3 separate regions of the Pan troglodytes genome follow, and regions 1 and 3 are each linked to region 2. A link is a contact called in public HiChIP or PLAC-seq data. All regions are on one chromosome and are shown on one strand. Each heading gives the region's core, a stretch centred on a gene start, on an enhancer-like site or on the middle of the called end of the contact. The rest is flanking DNA. Distances are from core to core; before and after follow the strand shown. Region 1 holds the start of ELOC (elongin C). Region 2 holds the start of GDAP1 (ganglioside induced differentiation associated protein 1). Region 3 holds the start of UBE2W (ubiquitin conjugating enzyme E2 W).

Region 1 (3,459 bases), core at 650-3,149, 380 kb after region 2:
AATTTTCACATAAAAATGTTTTTCTTAACTATATTGAGAGAACTCAAATTTTTTATCTTCTGTAAAGCTGTTCCCCCTACAAATACTGTAAGTAAATGAAAATAAAAACTTTTGTTTGATCTATTTCTCAAAATTTCTAAATAGATAAAATCAGATTATAGTCTGAAAACTCTGTACCATAGATTTACATAGAATTGTTATTTATGTTAGATGGATTTTCCAGTTCCAGTAAGTTAGAGACATTTGTTAAATATAAACTAATGGGATTTTAGAATGATTTTAAGGATGTTTTTAGGCCGCGCGCAGTGGCTCACGGCTGTAATCCCAGCACTTTGGGAGGCCAAGGTGGGCGGATCACTTGTGGTCAGGAGTTTGAGACCAGCCTGGCCAACATGGTGAAACCCCGTCTTCACTAAAAACACAGAAAAAAGTCGCCCGGCGTGGTGGAGCACACCCGTAATCCCAGCTACTCAGGGGGCTGAGGCACGAGAATTGCTTGGGCCTGGGAGGTGGAGGCTGCAGTGAGCCGAGATTGCGCCACTGCACGCCAGCCTGGGAGACAGAGCGAGACACCCTCTCAATAAAAAAGAAGGAAAGAAAAGAGAAGAGAAAAGAAAAGGGGCCTACAGCCTCCTCATCTGCACCTCCATGCCTGTCCTCCCCACCAAACTCTACTTCGAGCTACCATTACAGCCAAAAAATCTTTGTTCTGATTTCTGTAAAGGCTTTAAAAAATTATCCAAGACAATCTCCTTGATTATTGCAACTAATTATAAAAAACCAATGTCTTTTATCTACCAAATCAACTAAATTAAACAAAAAAAAAGCCTTTCTGGCAAGTCCTCAGTTCAACAAACTCTAGATAGCCTGTTATCTATTTTTTGAGCACACAAAGTGCCTCGTTGAGCACCTTGTAATGTTGTCTTGGCCCTACATACATTCTCTTCATGCCACACTCCTGGAAAACAGTAGAAGGTGAACTTTATTTAGCTGTTTCAGCCTTCCTGGAAAGGTGTCTGTATATCTTACCATAGGAAACGCGGGGGGTGGGAAGCGGGGCGTGGAATGAGAAAGAAGTTCCCAAAAACTGAGTAACGGTGTTGGCAGGCGCCTGGATTTTCTGTGCGTGAGCTCGGGATCCAGGACAGCTGAGCTAACCCAGAGGCAAAGGCAGGACCCTCGCGGGTGGAGTGGGGGACGTGGTTAGTTTTCAGTTAACATTGAATTCTACCGGGAAGAGAGGAAATGAGGCCAGCCGATTGCGCTAGTCGTTGCTGTGCTGGCTCTTCAGCACGCACAGCAACTTTTCACCAGGGACAGATGCTGCTTCATAAAGAGTACGATCTCGTTAGCAAAGAAACCGCCCTCCCACGTTTCAATCTTTCCTCAGCAGTCTCCCACCTCCAGGCGTAACCCTAAATGAGAGGTACAGACAGTCTCTGAAACCACCAAAATATTAACACGCAGTGCGAGAAACTACAAGTCCCAGGATGCAGGGATGCCTCGGTCCCAACGCCGACGGTATCCACCAGAGAAACTACAAATCCCAGAATGCAGTGCTCTCTCGGACTCCCGAGAGCCTCTCTAAGGACGCGTCTTTACAGCAATTGGATCAGGGTCTGCGCTGCATGCTGGGAATCCAGAAGAGCTAGACTCGGATTGGTCAAAATTTGCCGGTTGCGTTCATAGGCTGGCCTACTATAGGGGAAAAGAGTAGGGCGCTACGCACTACCTCCAGACGGAAGTGAGCGACACACTCTGCGTCCTCGCCTCACCAGGTACGGATCTCCCGCGCGTCGCAGAAAGCGGCTCTGACCCAGCGGAAGTAATTCTTTCGACTGCCCCGGAACCCACCGGAGCAGGCAGCTGGGGGTGGGGGGGCGGCCCTGGGATAGGGGCTGTGGCAGTACGCGGGGACCCGGCTGCGGTGGCTGCGGGACTGACGAGTGAGTCTCGGGCTGGGGCGGAAACGGAGCTCCGGGTAAGGGTGGAGGGCGAGGGAGGCCGAGACTGGACGAGCTCGCAATCCCACTTCCCACCCCTTCCCTTCTGGGCGGGGAAGGAACGGAAGCTGTTAACCTCCTTGGGCCTCCCCAGCCCCTAGTTTGGGGGAGGGGAGAAGAGGGCGGCGGGACCTTTCCTGGCGCCGCTCGGTGGGTTTGGAAAGAGGTGGAAGGAGGGGCAGCAGCCAGCGAGACTGGGCATTCTCCGGGCTGAGCGCGGGAGGGTGGAGTTAGGAGCATGGTAGCCCTGTCGCTTTTCCTTTCTGCTTGTTCCTCGTGTCCGCTCAGATTAGTTCTTTTCTTGAAGTCAGTCCCTAGCCCAGGGAGAGGTCTCTCGCTTCTTCTAGCTGCAGTACCCGAGAAGTTTATCTTCTGGGTAACTTGTTGGGTGATTCTATGCTCGACTTCATGAGTTGGGGGTATCGTGCATCTACTGCCCGTCCAGTCTTGTCTGAAAGGAGGTATCTAGTGTGAAATACTGTGCCCATTGAGTTTCTCTTAAGGAACTGAGATCTGTTGAGTAACATATAACTGTGGAGTTTGTGCCATTTAGAGTGAGCATTTCTACTCCACATTGCTTTTAGTGTAGAAAACCGAAATTCTTTTTTAGGGGGCCGGGGGAGACAGACTTGCTCTTGTTGCCCAGGCTAGAGTGCAGTGGTTCGTTTTCAGCTTGCTGCAACCTCTGCCTCCCAGGTTCAAGTGATTCTCCTGCCTCAGCCTCCCACGTAGCTGGGACCAAGGCGCATGCCACCACGCCTGACTAATCTATTATTAGTAGAGACGGGGTTTCGACATGTTGGCCAGGCTGGTGTGGAACTCCTGACCTCAAGTGATCCGCCCCCGTCGGCCTCCCAAAGTGCTGGGGTTACAGGCGTGAGCCACCGCGCCTGGCCTTGAAATTCTTTAGTGTCTTAAAACCTCACTTTCTCACTTTTTAACTGCCATATTTGCTTTTTTTTCTTTTTCTTTTCTTTTTTTTTTTTTTTTTTTTTTTTTGAGACGGAGTCTCGCTCTGTCCTGAGGCTGGAGTGCAGTGACTTGATCTCGGCTCACTGCAACCTCCGCATCCGGGGTTCAAGCCATTCTCCTGCCTCAGCCTCTGGAGCAGCTGGGATTACAGGCGCGCACCGCCACTGCCGGCTAATTTTGTTTTTTTTTTTTTTTTTAGTAGAGATGGGGTTTCACCATGTTGGTCAGGCTGGACTCCTGAGCTCTGGTGATCCGCCCGCCTCCACCTCCCAAAGAGCTACGATTACAGGCGTGAGCCACCGCGCTTGGCTCCATATTTGCTTTTTGATCCCCGAAAGTTGTTTCCTTTTCTATTCAGTTACCTAAAATGACATATGTCTGATCTCATTTACATTATAATCATGTTGAAACGTAGCAGTTTACATGTGGATTTATTCATTCTGGAGATACAATGGCAAGGAAACAGCTGTGGTACGTACTATAA
Region 2 (4,047 bases), core at 252-2,751:
AGATTTATTGCTCTTTTTTCCCTCTTGTTTTTAAGGTGAAACCATTTGGTATATTAGATGAAATCGTCACAGTGCACATTTAGAATATTATGAATTTAAGACTAAGAAATCACCAACACAAACCACACATTTGCAGTTTTTTGCAAGTGAATTTTTTTAAGTTTCAACATTAACATTTGTACTTTGCATTAAATTCTTTTAAATAGCATTACACTAGCCTATACAAAATTTGTTATTGACCTATTTGATATTTGTGTGCTTATGGAAATGGAAAAGGTTTTTAATCCCAAACCACCATCATGACACAAGAGAAAGAGAGAGAGGAGAGAGAGAAAAAGAGAAAGGGAACACATAGTTATGTTGAAAGTAAATCCAAGAAATCGCAAGTAGCCTTAACATTACCATCCAGGAAAGTCTGTTCAAGATAATCAATGATCTGAGTGGCCTCACAAATTATGTTTTCCCCGTGGATAAGGACAGGCACTTCTCCAGTTGAGTTCAAACGCATAAACCAAGGCTCATTGTGCTCACTCAAGGGCAGACTTACATCATGTTCCTCGCACTTCAATGCCTTTTCAGCAATTACCAAGCGCACCTGGAAGAGTTCACACTGGTTACTACAACACATGAAAGCTTTCAATTAAATGACTTCCCTGGACACCGCTAAGCAGCCTTTCTGGGCTTCCCTGTGTTACTGACATTTTCAACAGTCGTTTTAACAATTCCTATTCCTGGAATTAACAAGTAAGTACAGAACAATATTCAACAAATTAAGAGAAGAACACAAAATAAGTAATGAAATGATTCTGACTGTATTCATTAAACAGTCACCCTCCTCATCACTACCACTTTCTCGGTGTCCTAAACCTGATTACGGGTCCTCCCCAGACAAGAACCTGACATGTAGGTACATCAGCTCTTGCTGAAGACAGTGAATGCGAGAGAGCAAAAGAAGAGATCGCAGATTATGAGGGTGCACAAAGGCACCTCCCTCTGCCTCTCTCCGAAGCCCAGCAGGCAAGGCCTCCAGATCAAATACTGAAAATGACGCTTTTTTGTCGCATTTCGCGAGAGGCGGAGCCTGGGCCATAGCCACATAGGATCATCTCCGATCGATTCTCCCCGCTCCCCACCCGGGCGCGTCCCCGCCTGGAGGGAGCGCCTGCCCGGGGTCAGGACACTGGAGGCGGATTTCTAGGTGGACCGGCTTCCCTGGGCGGGACTCAGAAGGAGCTGTCCCAGTGCTGAAGCCCGATCCGCGCCACCCTCCGCCGCCAAGGCCTGTACCTTTTGAGAGCTGAAGGAATGCGTCCAGTGGTACAGAATGAGCTTAACCTCCGCGTCGGTCTTGCCTTCTGCCCTCAAGGGCGGGCTCCCTCTCTGCTCTTCCTGCCTCTCAGCCATCTTGGGGTGCGCGAGCACGGGTGGGCCCGGCCTGTCCGCCCTGGGCTTCTCCCTCCCACACTGCCCCGCAAGGCGTTTCCGGGTTTTGAGCGGTACCTGCCGGAAGGAGGGCGCGCGGCCCGCTGGGAAATGTAGTTTCGCCGGCGGCAGAGTCTGCAAAAACGCGGGGTCTGCGACTGGAAAGCCCCTGGCAAGCCTGGGAGTGCACCTGGGAGGTGCAATTGAACGGTTGTTTTTTGGGTTTTTTTTTTTTTTAGAAGAAAAAATCAAAAATATGAGACCCTGGTTATGAAGGGCAGTAAGGAAGAATGATGATAGCAAATTACTCTTCGGTTTGGGGGTTGCTCAGGTATAAAAGCAGCAATTTCCCAAGATACTGAGGGTTGCTCTTGCAGCCTGTTCCTTTGTTGGAAAGGAAGTTACGGTCGACAAACAAAGCAACAGGAAAAGGATCTATGAGCTTTCATTAGAAGATGCTACTATGACATTAGTGGACTAATTCCACAAATTTGACTAACTGCTGTAGATTAGACAATAGTCTTGTATAAACCGTAAGTACTTGATTTTGATAATTAAACTGTGCTTTGTAAAAGAAAACAAAAATGCCACTATGGAGTCATGCAAAAAAACTGTTTTTGTCATAAACAGCTAATAAACAATGGCGATATAAAATAGCCTAGTTGTTAAACACAAAAATTCTACAACAGTACTGCCCAAGTTCATATCCTGGTTTTTCCATTTTCTAAGTAAGAATAATAATTTTATTGTTTCCCTCATAAGACTTTTATGAAAAATTAATAATAAAATGTTAAACACTCAGAACACCCTGTCACGTTGTAGGCACTCAGTCTTAGTCACAGGTTCAGTTGCCTTATAAACATTCTGTTATAACCATAGTCAGAATCATAATTTTATATTAGTCTAGTTATTATTGTATGTCTTTGAAATTTTGGCATCATATAGTAAGTTGATTTAAAAAATCTCTTTCAGTAATATGTATAAATATGACCATAGAATAAATGCCTGTAAAATTTATTTGGCAAATATTTATTGAGCACCTACACTGTTCCAGACATTGTGCTGGCTCCTGGTAATATAAAGATGTGTGAAATCTAATATCTAACACTCAAGATATAATCCGGCAGTAGAGATGACCAAGGAAATAGACAATCACAATAAAGATGAGAACTGTCTTAGGGTGAACACAGAGTACTATGAGAAAGGAGGGACAGGCAGCCAACCCAGGTCAGAGAAGGGCCCCTGGAAAAGACAAAATCTCATGAGGTTCTTCCTTGCCTTTACAGTACCTCATTTGTTACTCTCTGTAATTCTTTCATAATTTTTTAAGATTTCATAATGTCTTTTATATCCTTCAGTTAATTCAAGTGCTATAGAAAAGGTGAATTCCTTGCCAAAATTGTTTTTATCAGTTCACACTTAAGAGTAAGAGCGGAAAGAGGAAAACTTTGAAATCGGACAGAGTGGGGTTTAAATTCTAGCTCTACCCTAACTTGAGCTTTCTTGAGCTTTGACTTCATTGTGTGTAAAAAATGGATACATAAAAATTATATGCCTACCCAGATGGCTGTGGGAATTCAAGAAAGGATGTATATAAAGCACCTAGGGTATTGCCTGGAATGTAGCCATTGATAAAAACATATGTGTAAAAGCCCCTTCACTGACATTAGGAGGGCATCATATTACATTTCATCCTCTCTCTGTAGGTCTCAAAATTTTTACAACTACCCATATAATCCTCCTCTCCCATTCCTCTTCAGAACTTCATTTTTAAATTATCCACCTTCAGATTCCTAGTTTTCTATTCCATTACCTTCAATAGCAAACACCACGCTTACTTTTGCACCAACCTTAATACTAAATCATCCTAAATATTTGAATAAATTCCAATACTCGTGATAAGCCATGTGTCACCTGAAGCTGAAAAAGTCCTGACAATAAAGCCCTGGTCCCTCAAACACAACACTTTTCTCCATCACATCCTGCCCACAGCAAAGCCATAGAAGAAACATTGAATGACTTGATTACTTGGTGTTTAGTACAAAGCATTCATAGATCTCATTGGGAGTGTAAACATGCACAGAACTTCTGAAGGCAAATGTATCAATATGCTTCAAGAATCGTGAAAATGGGCATAACTTCTAACCTAGAAATTCCTCTATTTGCAATTTAAGGAAATAATTCTGACAAATTCTGACAGTCGATCCTACCTATTTTCCCCTTCTTCCACGGTAATAGAAATTTTAGCTGAGCACATGACTGCTGAGAATAAAGACTGTATTTCCTAGGCTCTGTTGCAGCAAAACATGGTCTCCTGTCTTCTAACAAGGGGAAAGTCATGGATGTGCCACAGGGCAAGTTCTGGGAATCTTCCTTAAAGAGACAATTAGCCCTGGGCCTCTTCTTCATCCCATCCTCCATCCTGCTTCAGAGAGGATGGATTCTGACCTGGACCATGAAGAATGGGGCCACGCCTTAGGAACAGCTGGGCCATGAACTTTGGGAAAATTGAGCTTCTAAAGACACTGAGGAGCAGAACCCACACCAACTTGAGTCTGCAAACCTCCAAACTTTTACTTGAAAAGGAAAAAAAGGATCTTGTGTAAGGCACTGTTATTTGGTGCT
Region 3 (3,657 bases), core at 748-3,247, 470 kb after region 2:
TGGGAGGCTGAGGCGGGTGGATCACGAGGTCAGGACTTCGAGACCAGCCTGGCCAACATGGTGAAACCCCCATCTCTACAAAATATACAAAAAAATTACAAAAAATTAGCAGAGCGTGGCGGTGTGCGCCTGTAATCCCACTTACTCGAATCACTTGAACCTGGGAGGCAGAAGTTGCAGTGAGCCAAGATCGCGCCATTGCACTCCAGCCTGGGTGAGACTTTTTTTTCTCAAAGAAAAAAAAAAAAAAAAAAAGAAGACAGGTTATTATGTGCTATTTAGTATTACCTAGAAAGGATATGACTGGCATTGACTTTTCCCTCCTGAGAAGATACTTCTAACATGTATGAAACCCAAGGGACCAGATATTGGATCCACTGTGATGAGTGTCAGAATTCTTGTAACCTCTTTTTTCCTTATTAGTATCTGTCATGCCAGGTTGTTGGCTCTGATGATGTCATAATGCTTTGTTTGTAGGGTCATCCGATGCTACTTTTTCCATAGGAACAATCAGCTTTTAGGCAAAGTGAACCTTGGACAGTAAAAGCTGATCTTCTGAGGTCATAGGAATAAATATATCTCAAAGAAAATACACTGGAAACTTCTTCTTTAAGTTTTCCTCTTTCATTGGAATATGTGGGTTTCCTCACTGTTGTAATGTTGATGACACAACAAGGCTAACACCGGATATGCTTCTGGATGATTCCGGTTTACCAAGAGCATCCAAACATCCCTCAAGGACACAGTCATTTTGCACAACAAAGGGAAACTCCGCTCATTTCTGGCATTAAGGTGGACATCTGAGAAAGGGGAGGGTATACCACCATAACTTCTCTAGTCATGAATAGTGTTTAATATTATACCATAGACTAACTGGCGTATTTTAAAGATCTTTTTCCTTTTTGGACACATTTCAGATTAGAGAAGTTCCAGAGAACGTAATCTATTTTAAGAGTGTGAAAGAGTGATATTCCACATTGCTTTTATATCTTAAAGAAATTTCTAAAAAGAAAGCCGAGTCAATAAAATGACAGATTTTAAGCCTTCATTTTGGTAACATAAAAGCCTTCTACTCATTGTGTCTGCCACCTTAATTTTTAAAGATAGAGCATGAGGTGTAAGCTTTTGGCTTCCATTTTCCTCTTATAAACCAATGACATCTTCAGTTCCAGAATAGCTTTTTAAAAACGTGACTTCTGATAAATGTTGGCAGAACTGGTGCATTCCTAAAATAAATTATGTATGCTCAGCTTTCCCTACCCAAGTTCATCCCTAAATGACCACAAAACTGCCCACCACGAAATAGGCTTAAGAGAAGTCTGGACATAATGGTATAAGTGTATATAACACGACATTGGTATATTTTAAAAAAATTCACGCCTAGGGTCAACTCTGATAATCAAATTTAGACTGCTGCAACAACCGTAACTATTGTTGATATATGCGCAGTTTAAAAGTGAAGGGCTGGGGTAAGGGGCAGAAACTGCACACAACAAACTTCCAAATTTTGTCTCCCTTTTCAGGCAAGTTTCAGCTCCACAAATCTAAATACCCTCGCCTTTAAAATATCAGTGTCGTTCTGCTCTTAAATCCTCATCCCGTTGTACAAGGAAACCTATGTCTCTCTTCCCCAAATTAAGAATACGAGAAGCCTTCCAGGTCTGCAAAGACCAGAAAGCAGCTGCGCATGAAGTTTTATGGGGCCCCAAGGCTCTGAGAGTGGGCTTGGAGGTATGGAAAACACATCCCAAGGGAAAAATCTGTGAACCGCACAACTGTCGTTGGAAACGAAATAGGAAAAAAACTGCGCGGAACCGGACGTCATCAGCATTTCGCGGTACACACGAAGAAAACAACCGTAGTCGGGTCAAAACTGGAGCCGTGTCTCCTCAGTAACGAGAGTAAATGGTGGCCCGACGCGTGAGCGGCCAGCCGGACTGAAACGGAAAGTACTCAGAGCGCCATTTACCGCGCCCTCGCCCCGCCCCGTAGCCCCTCCTCCCGTCCGCCCTGCGCGCCAGCCAATCCCCTCGCTCCATCCCCTTCCCATCGCAGACCCCGCCCCCGCGCCCGGGATGTTGAGCCCCCGCGGCGTGACGCGAGCACGGCAGCTCCTCCCCCTGCGTCTCTGGCCTCGCCGGTCTTGGGGGGATGGTTCCATCATGGCGTCAATGCAGGTGAGAGGAGTTTGCTGCATCTGGGCGGGCCAGGGAGTCGCCGAGAGAGTGCCAGCGTTCGGGCGGGGGTGGCGTCCGCGATTCGGGGACACCCGGGCGGGTTCGGGATCGGTCCGGGTGGCCTGTTTTCCCTCAGCTCAGGGCGTCGGGGGAGGGGTAAGAGGCGGCGAGAGGCGTTGTGGGGGGTGCGGTATCCGTCGGTCGAAGCGGACACCAGCCGGCCGGGAAGTTGGGTGATAAAGGAGGCTTGGGGAAGAAAGGGCAAAGTCTGGCGTTGGCGGTCTCAGAATCGGCTCCCCGCACACACACACGGGCGCTGCCAGTCTGCTGCCCGCCAGCCCCAGGGTTGCCTTTACCCCCGCTGTCCCTGGCCCGACGGAAACAGCTGCGCCCGCGGTTGTTGCCGGGGCAGGGGCGGCGGGGGGCTGAGTGTGCGGGAGCCGAGAATGCGTCTCCGGAGAAGGCGGCTGGCTGCGGACGGCGCTTAGCGGCCTCTGCTCCGGCCTCCCACGCCGGGCCCCCCAGACTGCTCGGCCCCGTCCCTCTCTTCTTCCCTTTGACTCTTAATCCTGTGCCCGTGGGTATCTTCTATTTCCATCAGCCTCGGTATTCTCGCGGACATTCCTCCAGCAGTCCACTGTCTCCTTCCTCTCGAAGCTGCCCCGTGTCCACCGCCTGATGGGCGATCTCCCGAGAGCCGAGTCCTCAGCCCCCTTAAACCTCTCGGGATAGCTTGCCCTCTATTTTGTTTCCCCCTGCAAGGCCCCACCCTTGCGGTCGCGATAAGGCTATACATCTCTTTGCCCTTATTCCCAGACCTTTAGTGGAACCTTAGTTTGGTAGGAGGCGTTTGTTAACCTGTGCCATATCCCCCCGACTTAGCAAGGCGTGGTTTTCTGGCTTTCCAACTTAATTTACTCCTTTTTCCCGAATCTAGGGAGTTGTGGGTTTTTTGTTTTTTGTTTCCAGGCAAAGATGGCAACCACAATTGTAGTTGTGCAGGGATTGAGTGCGTTATCTATAGCCTGCATTTAATTCACAGGTGAAGACTAGCGGTATCAAAGACATTGGAAGAGAAAGTAGAACGCTCAATAGGAGTGTCAGCTGAGTACCCTTTAGCGTTTTCATAATATCCCCTTGGGTAAAGAGACCACGTTTTCTTAGAAGTGTTTTTTGCTTTTGTTTCTGGAAGAAGCAAGTCTCTGTTCCTCCTCCATTTTTTTTTCTTTTCTCTGCTAAAAGTGTTTTTCTTCCCTTTTCTGCATCTTCTTCCTCTTTTGTACAAATATAGCTTTGCTTCACATTTACTCCTGTGCTTTTATGTTATTCCCCTTTCAACCTGTTTTCCTTACAATATTCTCTTTACCTTGCTTCTCCCTCTGGACTTGCCTGCAGAACAGAAAAGTTTTATGTAACATTTCTAGTTGAAGAGATGTCACGAATGGTGCAGGGAAAAAACAGGAACAATTTCAGGAAACAT

The links. HiChIP or PLAC-seq counts read pairs in DNA pulled down with a chosen protein or histone mark.
Region 1: an H3K4me3 HiChIP or PLAC-seq map of stem cell-derived excitatory neurons shows a contact between it and region 2, with 3 times the contacts expected there. The contact joins the promoter of ELOC here to the promoter of GDAP1 in region 2. A contact is called at or near these places in 1 of 7 Hi-C or Micro-C datasets (stem cell-derived neural progenitor cells) and 1 of 1 datasets of contacts at active chromatin or transcription factors (stem cell-derived excitatory neurons).
Region 3: a contact with region 2 is called in an H3K4me3 HiChIP or PLAC-seq map of stem cell-derived excitatory neurons, with 2.2 times the contacts expected there. The contact joins the promoter of UBE2W here to the promoter of GDAP1 in region 2. A contact is called at or near these places in 1 of 7 Hi-C or Micro-C datasets (stem cell-derived neural progenitor cells) and 1 of 1 datasets of contacts at active chromatin or transcription factors (stem cell-derived excitatory neurons).

What each region holds. Positions count from the first base shown.
Region 1 is chr7:82,624,739-82,628,197 of NHGRI_mPanTro3-v2.0_pri, reverse strand. ELOC (elongin C) reads left to right here and starts at 1,899. Exons shown (of 4, transcript NM_001252005.1): 1 at 1,899-1,946.
Region 2 is chr7:83,000,973-83,005,019 of NHGRI_mPanTro3-v2.0_pri, reverse strand. It overlaps GDAP1 (ganglioside induced differentiation associated protein 1), which reads right to left and starts at 1,501. Exons shown (of 6, transcript XM_054656830.2): 1 at 1,288-1,501; 2 at 403-595. The coding sequence starts at 1,404.
Region 3 is chr7:82,531,900-82,535,556 of NHGRI_mPanTro3-v2.0_pri, reverse strand. UBE2W (ubiquitin conjugating enzyme E2 W) reads left to right here and starts at 1,997. Exons shown (of 7, transcript XM_063816399.1): 1 at 1,997-2,177. The coding sequence starts at 2,076. It overlaps LOC107976342 (a long non-coding RNA gene), which reads right to left and starts at 408. Exons shown (of 2, transcript XR_001720241.3): 1 at 289-408.